Linked DNA regions of Zea mays: region 1 is linked to region 2. The links are chromatin contacts, called in public Hi-C maps. All regions are on one chromosome and are shown on one strand. Each heading gives the region's core, a stretch centred on a gene start, on an enhancer-like site or on the middle of the called end of the contact. The rest is flanking DNA. Distances are from core to core; before and after follow the strand shown. Region 1 has its middle 40 kb from the start of LOC100275911. Region 2 holds the start of LOC100127515 (ZCN4 protein).

Evidence for each region. Hi-C and Micro-C count contacts between places; a contact is called where the count stands out from the background.
Region 1: a Hi-C map of ear shows a contact between it and region 2, with 2.3 times the contacts expected there. The contact joins the enhancer-like site here to the promoter of LOC100127515 in region 2. A contact is called at or near these places in 3 of 25 Hi-C or Micro-C datasets (ear, tassel and an unstated tissue).

What each region holds. Positions count from the first base shown.
Region 1 is chr2:59,883,622-59,890,515 of Zm-B73-REFERENCE-NAM-5.0, reverse strand. No RefSeq gene overlaps it. Among protein-coding and RNA genes, the nearest start is that of LOC100275911, 40 kb to the left of the region's middle. Within about 2 kb of position 2,680, at least 3 of the 20 cell types and tissues checked have an H3K27ac peak or open chromatin away from gene starts, as enhancers often do. A contact at or near this core is called in ear and tassel, where this site is marked.
Region 2 is chr2:59,773,811-59,780,871 of Zm-B73-REFERENCE-NAM-5.0, reverse strand. LOC100127515 (ZCN4 protein) reads right to left here and starts at 2,871. Exons shown (of 4, transcript NM_001112772.1): 1 at 2,541-2,871; 2 at 2,087-2,148; 3 at 1,782-1,822; 4 at 1,197-1,672. The coding sequence starts at 2,741. The coding sequence ends at 1,446.

The DNA.
Region 1 (6,894 bases), core at 1,431-3,930, 110 kb before region 2:
CGGCTGTAAGGAAGAACATGCCAAAGATTTGGCCTTTGTTGGCCAAATAACGGTATATACATCTGCGGATTCATCATCTGAACTATCACGCTCTATTAGATGTATTGTATGTGTGGCCGATTTTGGTGTCTCTTTAAATCGACTTTCACAGGCTAAAGCCCGCTGCTGTAGTTGGGCTATCGAAAAGAACTGGGTCCCATCTAATTTGTCTCTTAAGTAGGATAGCAACCCATTAAAAGCTAGCCCTGCTAGCTCTTTGTCTGCGACATAGATCTGAAAGCATCGGTTTTAGTGTCCCGGAACCTCCGGATATAATCATTAACCGATTATTCGCGTCCTTGTCGAACTGAAGCTAAGTCAGCTAGCCCTAATTCATATTCCTCGGCAAAGAAATGTTCATGAAATTTACTTTCTAACTCATTCCAGGAATTAATGGAATTAGAAGGCAGGGCGACGTACCATGCAAAAGCGGTACCAGTAAGGGATACAGAAAATAACCGAACACGAAACGCTTCTCCATCAGCCAATTCGCCTAGATGTGCTAGGAACTGGCCTATGTGTTCGTGTGTGCTTCTCCCATTCTCACCAGAAAACTTAGAAAATTCTGGTATCCTTGCCCCTTGTGGATATGGAACAGTGTCAAACCGGTGATTATATGACTTTTGGTATGATTGCCCCACTTTGGCTACACTAACTCCGAACTTATCTCGAAATAGTTCGGCCATCTCTTCCATAATTTTTTCCATTGCACCCGGTGGCAGACTACCGGATCCTGGGCTGTGGGGCTCATTTAGTCGGGCATTAGTATACCGACCTTCTTGCTGTGACCGATCGATAGTGTTGATCGGTCTGTGATTGTATGGAGCATTATGATTTAAATATGTAGGGTACGAAACATATTGCTGCTATGGTGTGTAATAATTGGGTGCATAGTGCGCAACAACAGGTTCTGCGTATGTGTACCCAGTTTGTCCGGTGGTAAATCCGAACTGACTGGTTGTGTTCGCCATTATCGGGACGCCACACGGTAGTCCTGGTGCGACCTCGGACTATCCGGCAGGGAAAGCCAGACGGTCCGGGTAGAAGCTCGGACGGTCTGACTGCGTCCAGGGTCGCTGATCTGTCAAGCAGGGACGGCAGTGGTCCTAGGGCGGCCTCGGATTGTCTGGCAGAGCAAGCCGGACGGTCCGCATATGGACCGAACGGTCTGTGCAGAAGCTCGGACGATCCGACCGTGTTCAGGAGCGCCGATCTACCAAGTAGGGACGACGATGATTGTATTTGCCCTGAATATGAGTTCATCGACATACCATATAAAGGCTGGGGTTGCGAATCCCCATTTGTTGCTGATGCATCAGACATAAATACCCTATTACTAGTTTCGTATGATGGAAAACTAGGAGCAACAGACTTTTCCAACGTATGCGTTAATTTTCTAATTGAGTCTTCTAACCCTCCAATATGTTGTTTCATTTGATTTTGATGATGATCTACATACTGTTTAATAGATTGGATGTCGTCGGGTTTACTTACGTTGGGGACTTAAGCGAAGATAGAAGAGATGCGACGTCGGTCTCTCCATGTTTGACAACTTTCTGGTGGCGATCCACCGTGTATTGTGAAAAGAATTTCTCCTTCGCTTGACGCATGTAGTCCGCATATTGCTGTTGCTCATCGGCCATTAGACTTTCAACACCTGTCCCCAGCGGAGTCGCCAAAAGTGCGTTGACACCTTTTCGGGCGCCAATCACTGCATTGAGAACCGGCGGCGGTGCCCTCTGCACAGGCGCGAATGGTCCACGACCTGACGCAGGACTCGAGTTCCTTGCCTGACGTGCCGGACGGTCCGCACCTACAGGCTGGACGGTCCGCACGTACGCAGGGGCGACGAAGGTCGTCGTCGGCGCCTAGATCTCACTCCCGGGAGGGATCCCGTCGGGGAGGAGAGATCCTAGGTGTTGTCTAGACTCGGTAGGCCGACCTAGACTCCTTTGATCGACGTAGAGTCGAGGAGAAGCGGAGAATTTGGGATTGGAAGACTAAACTAGAACTACTCCTAAATGCATAAGTTAAACAAGAAATAGACTTGATTTGATCGATTGTTGGGGGGTTCAATCAGCTGTAGCCCTTCATCTATATAAAGGTGAGGTCTGGATCTGCTACAAACTGTTTCCCTAGCTAATCCCGCGGTTTTAGGTAACAAATCCCACGAGAAACTAGGAACCATAACTGACTCAGCGCACGCACGGACCATCCGTGCCACCATTAGAATCAACCCGCACTCATATAATCTCTTCTCTACTACTATAATAGTAGAGTTTATGTAAAAAATAAGTTGAAATTATGTACCAACGAGTGTTTGAATCTTGGTTGTTGGCTCTACATTCACACGCACCTAATCAATACAAAACATATATTTTATGCTTTATTAATATATATATATATATATATATATATATATATATATATATATATATATATATATATATATATATATATATATATATATATATAAAACTGTAGTAATGTATGGACACATGACTAGTATATATGTGTGATCCCATGCTCAACTGTTACTTGTAAACCACTAAAACAGTAAAACCTACAAGACATTGCACAGATGGCATTGCGTACTGAAGGTAAGTTACCGGCACCTGCAAGGCTGCAATGGGGCGATTTGCTTTGGGCCTTGGGCCTATTTTGTTTGTCTAGGAATGCACCCCACAATCGTTTTAGCTAACTGAACCTCATACAAATTAGACAAGTAGTTCGACCACGAATCGTTCTAGGCTACGGTTCTCTGGAATCGTTTTATGATTGCGAATTACAAAAACCCAATCACCCGATTTGCATTGTTTGTAGTAGCTTTAAAAGCACCATCCATTTCCAATCTTCCAAGCTGTGGAGTGTGGAGGGCTTCAATACTTTATTATAGTACTTGGAACCTTCACTTTACCGTCGGGCACCAAAGCTTCAGTTTTGACAGCCATATGCTTCACCCTGTACATTGCTTGGTCACAAGTTCTAACGATTTCGCCAGCATCCGCTTTAGTTCTCATATCCCACCAACATCACAGAAGTAAGGCAACTAGAAGTTTAGTTATTTGATTCTCCGTAGACATAACCAGTGACGGAGCGGAGAGACTAAATTAAACCGTTACATCAATATAATCTTACTAAACCACACACAATAGATATATATAATAGTTTGAAGTAATATTATATTAAAACATTGATTTAGTATTATATTAGAAAATCGATGAACGATATAAATCGTAAAATATATAATAACAATATAGTATCTACCTTCTAAATTTTAGTTAGAGTTAGTAGGGCTCTATAGACTTGGAAGCGGTAGCCATCGCTAGAATTCATGCCTTGACATAAGGGACATGATCATATCCTTGGGGTTGTCAAAATAAAAGAGCTCTCTAACGGTGTCTCACAAATTTAGATTTTAGAAAACAATGAGCACCATCCTCATCCAGTAGGCAGCAAACTGGGCACCTTGTTTGTATCTACATCCATTGCCAAATAAACTATTTGACTTTGAGGGTGCAGTGCATATCCCAAATTTCTTTTCATATAAAGGTACGTGGTAGAGAATTCTTAGATGATGATTCACCTGCTTGCCTTGGACTTTGACATTCTTATAAATCATTCAGAACATGAGTAACCATTTTGATAGAAAAAACGATACTCACTCCGTTATAATTTATAATTCGTTTGTCTTTTTTTTTCAAGTTTGATGTTAAAAACTTTTTTTTGCGAAAAAGTGAAAAATTTAAAGCCACACTTAAAATATATTATATGCTAAATAATATCATAATAACAATTAATAATAATTATAGAGTTTTTTAATAAGACAAGTCAGTTAAATTTGGCGTATAAAGTCAAATAAATTATAAATTAGAACGAATAGAGTACTTTTTATCTAAATGCCATGCAACTAGCAGTTCGCGTCGGGACGCCTAATGTGTTTTATTTTTCACATCTATTTTCCTGAAAATTCCTTGGATTACGTCTTTATCCCACCCTCCAGATATAGGGTCAATAAGATCAGCTAGTCCATTTGAACCTCGGGGAGTAATTGGTCTTCGGAACGTTCCATGGGTCCATGCCTTGTTCATTCATTTGTTCTGCGTAGAATGGGTCATCTCATACGCAAGCAGGATGTTGTCTCAGATAAGTCTGTAAGTCTACCTGGTACAAAAGCAATTTGGTTTAACGAAACGATTTCAGGCAATTCGACAGAACCTTTGAAGCAATTTTATAGATCACATTGCAAAGGTTCATGGGTCGCAGGTCCTTTATCCTTTCCGGAGTAGGTACTTTAGGTATTAGAACTACCAGTCTGATTCCATCAGTGACATTCCTCGACCCAGCAAGAAATTCCTGACTTCATGAACAATACCATTGCCCACAACATCCCAATATTGCCTGTAAAGAAGTGCCGGCATGCCATCGGAACCAGTGCCTTAAGATCACCAATACAATTGAGTGCTTCCTTAATTTCTTCATCAAGATAGCCCTTCATGAGCCACCGGTTCATATAAATAGGGTATTTGGTTTAAGTAATAAGCTAGTCCATTATCTTTTCACTCATCACTTTTTTGTTTGGTTTATAGAATGTAATGAGTTGATCCATCATCACCTCATTCATTATAGTTAGTTAATACTAATATGAGAATAGGGTCATCCCACTAACTTTAAGGAATAGACTAATGATGCAACACCTCATCTTAGATAGAGTGATTCCTCAAATCAAACACCCATAAAGTGTTACACGTGGTGGTACATGTTTAGAGATTGTAATGGGTAAATACCCACCGGGTATTACTATCTCATACTCATACCCACGACGAAAAATAGCTCTGTTGGGTCACCATATCCACTGGTGGGTATGAAATTACCCCATACTCATACCCATACCCATAGCCATGTGGGTATGTGTCACCTTTCGGGTCACCCGTACCTATAAAGATTAAACATCTACATTATACAAATGTCAAGTATATCTATCTATATACATTACAAAATTTCTAGCATCATTCCATCATCTATTCAAGATTACAAAATTCCTAGCATCATTCAATCATCTATTCAAGAACATCATAAATAATTGGATAAAGTAGCAATACTATGATAGTACACATAACACATTACATGTTCCATAACACATTACATGTTTGTTTGTAGCTAGACAACATGGTGGAAGAATATGTGATTTTCATAGTGGAGTTTGTTGTTGGGAGACTCCTATTAGTGCTCATATTTTGAAGCCCAATGTTATGGAGTGGAGAATGGGTGTCGGAGGGGCAAATCCTCCGGCCAAGTGGCGGATTGCACCCGCCCTGGTCCTCGGATGAGGAGTGGGCTTAGGTGTTAGCCTGACCTTCCAGATGGATACAAGAACATAAGGATTTAGAGTGGTTCAGACCGCCGAAGCGTAATACCCTACATTCACTGTGAGTTGTGTTGCTTGAGAACTTGGGAGTCGAAGGTCTAAGTGTGAATTGACCTCCGCTGCTATGGAGCAAGTGCTCTCCCATTTATAATCCAAGGGAGGAAGGTTACAAGGGTGTTTAGGCCCTGACAGGTGCGCCTAGGGAATTTACAATATGGAATGGGAAAATACCAGATAGAGCTGACAACGCTCGGTCTTCCCAAGCCCATATCCATTCTTGGGCGCTGCATAATCTTCTAGCGTCCTTATCCTACCACCTTGTCCCATCTAATCGGAACATAGGCCTCGGTGTAAGTTGCGGCGTAGCCTGATACGCTGTCGTGCGTAGGGTGTAACAGGCGGTGTCGTCTCGTCTTATCCGCTTGTCTCTTTTCATGCCTCGGTAATGCATAAAGAATAGTAGAAGTCATAATGAAAAGGCGCCCAAACAGTGCACTGGTCAATGCCCCTTGCCTCGGTAATGTGCAGGTAACAGTAAAAACCCACATGTCGCAGGCCCTGTGCGCCACGCGCATTTAATTCCAGGGATACACTACTTGCTACCGACACGGGCAAGTATCCATCCCATCCACACTTAATGTTGGCTGGCCCTATGTCAGCAACTTCCGTTAGGTATCGTCCAGTGGCTTATGCCAGGAGCGTCTTCCCACGTGTCGGCACTAGACCCTTGCATGGATAAGGGACATGCATGGGAATAAGCGACGACATGGTATTCCTAGGCCTTCTCTGATAGTGGGCCCGGACCACACCTAGGGGGGTCCGGGCTTCAGCTACCCTTGTCCTGATACGTGGCAACACCAGACCTTTCCAGGCCTAAGGTCTAAATGGTATTTTCTATGCCAGGAGCCATTCTAGAGACTCAAAGGTGCAACCAGAGAGTGCCTTCTTCTCTGGGGCTTTAAGTTTCCTTTGGACCCCTTTGTTCGGGGATACGACAGGCCCACAAGGGGGGTTCAGGTCCAATTTGCAGGATCCCAGACTTATAGTCGAAGTTGTTGATTCTTTCCCCTTATGGGGCTTGGTGGAGATGGTGACTGAGCCTAGGAGACATGCCTGGCCTGGCCACGACTCCATATGGCGGGCCTTAGCCCCGTGTTGGGTTGGTTGCCCGTGAAATCCTGAACGGTGGCCACTGGGGTCTCACCTTGACATAGCAGGAGTGGATACACCGTATTTAGGGTACCGGTAGAGGCCCCTAGGCCCACCTCGGGTGAGGCGGCGAACTTGCATGTGGGGACATACCCGCGTCTTGTTGGAGAAATGTCAGCCTTGTGCAGCAGCACCGATCATGTAGCCTTCACGCCGAGTGGGTTGCTTATTGACATACTGTTGTTGCTACAAAAGACAAAGAAAGTGGTCTTGCTCTCATGCTTGTCTGGTTACGAGAAGTCAGGAGTTTCTCTTTCTCAGCCCCTAGCCGCTAAGGC
Region 2 (7,061 bases), core at 1,622-4,121:
AACAAGAGGTGGCTGTTGTGACGGATGAGTGCAGACGCAACGGTGAGGAACTGCAGATGTTGAGATGGCGTAGGCCGCGGCACAGTGGTGGGTTGAACTGGACTAGAGTATAGTTAGCTAATTACACACGGGGAGCAGTGGGTTCAACGACGGCTGAGCGGGACGCGTGGTGCGGCAGCATGGGCAATCGGTTGGATGGGCTAGCGCGCGTAAGGGTGTTTCGGTGGAATTTGATTGGGTGTTCGACTGATGGAGACATCCGAATGATGTGCAAAAGGGAGGCCAAGAAGGCAAGAATAGATGCATCTCCTCACGATCACAGCCATTCTAATGAATATATTACATAAAACACAGCTGGTACATTAAACATGCATATACATTCTACACGAAAAATAATGGCCACAACTTACACAAGAATACAAGATAAAGCAATCCAAAAGGGTCAGGAACGCATGTAGACTGACGGACCGCAAGCAGGCACACAAGCATAGAGCATAGCGGCAATATAAGGCTTTGTTCGTTTACACCAATCCCGCTCTGGATTAGCATGGATTGGAATTAAATCCATGCCTCAATCCATGTCCCAAAATAATCCATGACTACTTAATTTTTTTTATTCGGTTAAACCCGGAATATAACCCAAAGGTTTGGGAATTTTTTAAACTATGGAAGACATGGATTCTATCCATAGCCCATTAGGTATGGAACAAATCCATGAGATATTGCACAAGTTTACATTAGAATCCATGGATCAAAAGAATAACTAGCTTTGAAAGTCACATGGATTTGTTGATGGATTTAATCTCACCATGGGATTGGGTGTGAGATATGGATTCACCCAATCTATACCCGGATTAAATCCATGGTGGGATTATATCCCATGTAACCGAACAAGGCCTAATGTGGGTAATATAAGGGGGAGAGCACTAGCTAGAGCCATGCATGCATGGGCCAGCAGGCCACGGCCTTTATCTCCCGTCACCGCCACTGGACACGTCGTGGATCTCACAAGCACCGTACCGCTGACAGCTAGCTCCCAGTCAAGCACGCGTGTTCCGAGCAGGATTCACGCATCTTTCACCTCACCTCCGTGTGAAGGAGCTGATGGAGTTGAGGTGGTCACACACACACACAGTGCCACACGAGTTGCATCTTTACATATACATGAGTGCTCATTCATGCACAGCTAGAGAGGCTAGCTTCTAATTGATTATTGACCGAAAAAACGAAGAACAGAGAGACTGCTAGCAGATCGATCGAGACAGGTCAGCTAGCTAGCTCTCGCTGAAAGGTGTCATAAGCTCTTATTTGACGACGATAGCCACATACTGTAGGAAATAGTAATAAAGGCCACATATATAGTAGCTATAGATCGATAAATTTTGCATGCGCCATGCACGCGATGAGAAAGGAGATGCATGGGAAGAGGTAGCGGTGATGATCGATCAGCGGCGGCGCGCGGCAGTCTCCCGCTGCGCGTTGAAGTAGACCGCGGCAACTGGGAGGCCAAGATTGTTGTCGGCGGCAAAGCGGCGGGTGTTGAAGTAGTCCCTGCCGCCGCCGGACGAGGGCGGGCGCGCCGACTGCCGGCTGCTCTGCTTGAACAGCACGAAGACGAACCTGTGGATGCCGATGTACGGCTTCGGGCTCTCGTACATCACCAACTCCCTTCCTGCATCCATGTGTAATTGCGTACGGACTCGATTTTTAATTAGCTCCTGTCTAGCTAGAATTAGTTCGTTAACATTAAATCGATGATGAACTGAAGAAGGGGCGCTTACCGAAAGAAGCATCAGTTGTTCCAGGAATGTCGGTGACGATCCTGTAAAGAGGTGTCGACCAAAGTTTACTCTCTTGTCAGCTATATTTCATGCGTAACCGTATTATATATACGTGTGTGTGGCTGTGTGCACCTGGCTGCTTCAGTCATTTTTTAGAATGATTTGTGCAGCAGCTAGCGCGGAGCACTTCTAGTAATCCTTATAGTCAACTAGCTAGTCATATATGCGCTTGAACCTTTATGTACAATTGGTTCTTTCTTACTACTCTTAATTAATGAAAAAAACAGGCCGGTGTTTACGCTCACCAATGGATGTGCTCTCTCAGGTATGGATCACTAGGCCCTGGCACATCTGGGTCAGTCATGACCTGAAGAACACAACAACAATAATATATATATAATAACAAACGGCATCATCAGCTTGCAAAAGCTGAAATTTGTTACAGTACTACGGGCCTAATTAAGGCCCCGTTTCAATCTCACGGGATAAACTTTAGCTTCCTGCTAAACTTTAGCTATATGAATTGAAGTGCTAAAGTTTAGTTTCAATTACCACCATTAGCTCTCTTGTTTAGATTACAAATGGCTAAAAGTAGCTAAAAAAAAGCTGCTAAAGTTTATCTCGCGATATTGGAACAGGGCCTAAGCTGACGACGATGCATGCACTCACCTGTCGTCGTAAGCTAAGAGAGATTAACTGATCAATCGCATCTCAGTTTTGTGCGAGAGAAATTGAGGAGATATCAACAAGGGAACCAACCAGCGTGAAGAAGGACCTCATGTCGTCGCCCTGAACCTCCACGCGCGGCTTGGACAGAACCGCAGACGGAAAGAACTCATGGCCGTTGAACACCTGCTTGTTGGATCCGTAGGTAACCGTCATCTTCACCGTGGGGTTGAAGTTGTCGATGACCTCCCCGATCACCTTGCCGACGACCAGAGGTTCCAACGCTCTAGACATGGCTAAGCTCTGATAATATATATGAGAGGTCGTAGCAGTCTTGGTTTGCGGCTCAGTGGCCGACGCATTCCTCTATTTATAGCCAGCCGCGGGCTGGGAGAAATGGAGCGTGAATAATTAACAACAGCATTCTTGACCCGTCGTTTTCGCCTGAATCATTGGCTCATTGTCGTAAAACACAGGCACAATACAAAAAGGTCTTGGGATCCGATTATTCCCGAAAGGTTCGACAAGGACATGCATGACGACCATTGGTTCCCTTCTTCTCTTTATAAGAAGGCGGTGGCTAAAGTAATGCGTTGCCGGCTCATATGCACAAACCGCTTTGGTCAAACATGTTTTGTTCTCAGAGAGTTACAAGAGTGATTTGCAATTGCAAGGGAGCACAACATAGAACTACAGCAAATCCGACGACCACAATTATTTCGAGCGGCTGTCCTTGAGACCGTCAAAAGTAATGTAATTTTTGACGGACTATAGTGGCTGTCAAAAATAATATAATTTCCAATGACTGTCAGACAAAGCCCTCAGAAATTATATTATGTCCGATGGTTTAGTCTGATAACCATCGGATAATTTCTGACGGTCTTTGTTTAAGCCTTCAGAAATAGGATAAGTTAGGAAATGGACGAGCCAACACCATTCGCATTCCTCCCGGCCTCACGCGCGTTTTCTTCAACTCGCTTTCTCTGTTGACGACTGACGCCGGCCTATATCGAGCCACTCAACAAGCCGTCGCGTCGTTTCACCATGCGCACCCGTCGCCCGCCCGCGCCCCCTCTATTGCGCCAGCGCCCATGCCCGCCACCGAGCGCCCGCATCGTCCATGCGCCCGCATCGTCCACCAATATGATTTAGGAGCTGTTTGGTTCAGCCATTTTAGACCCGTAACCATTCCCTGGGATAGCTGATACCGTTCCTTAGAGTTTGGTTAGTGTACTCCGTAATTGATAACAGCGTTATCAGATATAAGCCTGTAGAATCTCATTCCCACTCCCCACCTATCGTCATCCAATACCATAAAAACAGAAAACGCTGCCCACAATAACCAAACAAAGGGCAGTAATCATTACTCTGCACCGGATAACACCGGCTGCTGATTCCATTGTCGTTACCACTCCTTACACCCAACCAAACAGCACCTTAGTGTTAGTTATTTCCGACGGACAAAGTGTGATTATAGAATTTAATTAGATTGTTTTAGTCCACCAATGGGTGTTTTATATATTTAAAGTTTTAATTTTTTAGAGTAATTATTAAACCGTTGAAAATTACTAACACTAAACAATGAGCAGTTCATATTTTAAAGTTCAATTATTTAGAACTACCACATATCAAAGTTTCATTTCCTCGTCCAACAACGATTTAGAAGCTCATAATAAAAGAAAGAGATGTGAGGTGCATATATATGGTAGTTCTACATTGATAGCACTGTCATTCTCGACGAGGGTATTGACAATCTTCCAAATTTCTATGGTCAAAGAAGAAGAATGATTTATTATCTGCTGAGTTGTCTTCATGTCATTCTTCCATTTCTTTAAAATGCTAATGATGATCTGAGTAATAAATTGGATGAATGTCATGTGTCTAGTTCTTCTCTTTCGCATGTATCAATTTGTAATAGATGTAAGGATTTTGATATTGATGCTTGCGTTAATCATGCCTCTACCATTATTAAGTTGAATGATGAAATTGCTAGATTAAATGTTGAACTTAAAACTTTCAAATATGAGGTTGAGAAAATTAAATTTGCAAGGGATGTCTGCACCATTGGTAGACATCCCTCCATTAAGGATGGTCTTGCCTTCCATAAGGGAGCCAAGGACACAAAGAGCCATAATAAGGCCCCCAACTTCATTAAGGAGAAGGGAAAAGCCCCTATGGCTAGTAGTTCACATTCTTCTCATGATAACAAGAACCATGCTTATTTGTATGCTCATGTTAAGAATACTTATCGTAATGCTCGCAATGTTCATCATGATGCTTGTATTGATCACCATGTTTATCATATGCGTCATGATGTTGCTTTCGATTCTCATGCCATGATTGTGTCTTCTAGTAGACCATCCTTTGCTCATGGTAGGAGTAGACCTAGGTGCCATGCTCATCATGTTGTTTCTCATGTGCCTAACACTAAGAATGCATCTCATTCTATTTCATATTCTACTATTGATGCTTCCAATGTGTTGTATTGCAAATCTAATCGTGTTGTTGCTTCTAATGTGGGACCCAAAAGCAAGAATGGTAAAACTTGCATTTCGGTACCAAAATCCTATGTAACTAACCTGATAGAACCCAACACTAGTTGGGTACCTAAACCCCAAGCCTAAATTCACCTTGCCGGATTATGCATCTGGGGGCTCAAGTTGGATTATCGATAGTGGATGCACGAACCACATGACGGGGGAGATGGTTATTTGTATGCACGAACCTCGACTTTGGCGCAACCCCCTACTCGAGATGAGAAACAGGTACCTAAAGACGATGGCATTGATCAAGGGGGAGTGCATGAAGAAGAAGACAAGGAGAAAGAAGATGTTCCACAAGCACCTCCACCCCAAGTCCATGGCACCATACAACATGAGCATCCGATGGACCAAATCCTACAGGATATAAGCAACGGAGTAACTACTCGATCTCGTGCCGCTAATTTTTGTGAACATTACTATTTTTTCTTCTATTGAGCCTCTTAGGGTAGAAGAAGCTTTGAAGGATCCAGACTTGGTGATGGCCATGCAGGAAGAGCTCAACAACTTCAAAAGAAATGAAGTCTAAAGCTTGGTGTTGCATCCAAAGCAAAATGTTGTGGGAACCAATTGGGTGTTTCACAACAAACAAGATGAATATGGAGTGCTGACAAGGAACAAGGCTAAACTTGTGGCAAACGGTTATGCCCAAGTCGCAGGTCTGGACTTTGAGGAGACTTTTGCTCCTGTATCTATGTTAGAGTATATTTGCTTATTATTGGCCAATGTTGCTCACCATTCTTTCAAGCTTTTTCAAATGGATGTGAAGAGCGCATTCCTCAATGGACCAATCAAGGATGAAGTGTACGTGGAGCAACCACCTGGCTTCGAGGATGATAGGAACACCGACCATGTATACAGGCTCTCTAAGGCGCTCTATGGGGTTAAGCAAGCACCAAGAGCATGGTATGAATGCCTTCGAGATTTTCTTATTTCAAATGCCCTCAAGGTCGGGAAAGTTGATCTAACTCTTTTCATTAAGACTTATAACAGTGACTTGTTTATAAGCCAAATATATGTCGATGACATAATATTTGGTTCTACTAATCAAAAGTCTTGTGAGGAGTTTCGCAAGCTGATGGTGCAATAATTTGAGATGTCTATGATGGGTGAGCTGACATTCTTCCTAGGATTCCAAGTCAAACATCTCAATGAAGGCATCTTCATCTCCAAAACAAAGTACATGCAAGATATCCTCAAGAAGTTTGGGATGAAGGATGAGAAGCCCATCAAAACACCAATGGGAACAAACGGACACTTGAACCTTGATGCGGGAGGTAAGTGTGTGAGATAGATATCCCATGGGTCATGAAAGTGCATTCATCCCTTTTGTGGGTTTTGGTGATTTGAATAACAACATTTAAAGATCTAACAAGTTTGATAATTGTTGAATAGGAAATTCAATATAATAAACATACTTGAATAGTGTATAATGACCAGTGAACAAAGGTTCAACACAAGGTTAAATAACCAATGAGACAATGCAAATGAATATAATATGGTCTCTATATTGGTTTGAATATATGGATATGACCTGAGAAATCACTATGCATAAATATGGTCAAAATAGAGGTTGAGGTGATTAAGAGGATTGGTCAAACCAAAGTGAATAAGATATGAGAAATCGTGAATTGGCTTGACCATATTACTATTAGTCCATATATGCTTCTATGAGAATCAAACTAGAGCTTAATTTATCTTAACATTTATATCTAGATGACATTCAAGCAAGGTTCACAATATTGAAGAAATGATTCTCTCAATGGATGCTCAATATGATGTGATTCAAGAACGGCTTGATAGGGTGAAGATAGCAAGGAAAGGGCTTCGAGGGACTAAGCGAAGGTGAATGCCAAGCGATGGCTTGTGGACCGAGGTACCATGGCTAAGTTGAATAAGAGAGTATTTGCACTAAGTCGATGAACTAATCAGCTATGAAGAGTTATATTGTATTGATGCATCAGTAAGGTGACTTGATGCATCAGTAAGGTGACTTGAAGCCATAATTTGAACTCATATATGGTGAAATGGTTTAAGTCAGAGGGCTTGATTTGTGTTTGCTTCAAAAGGTGAG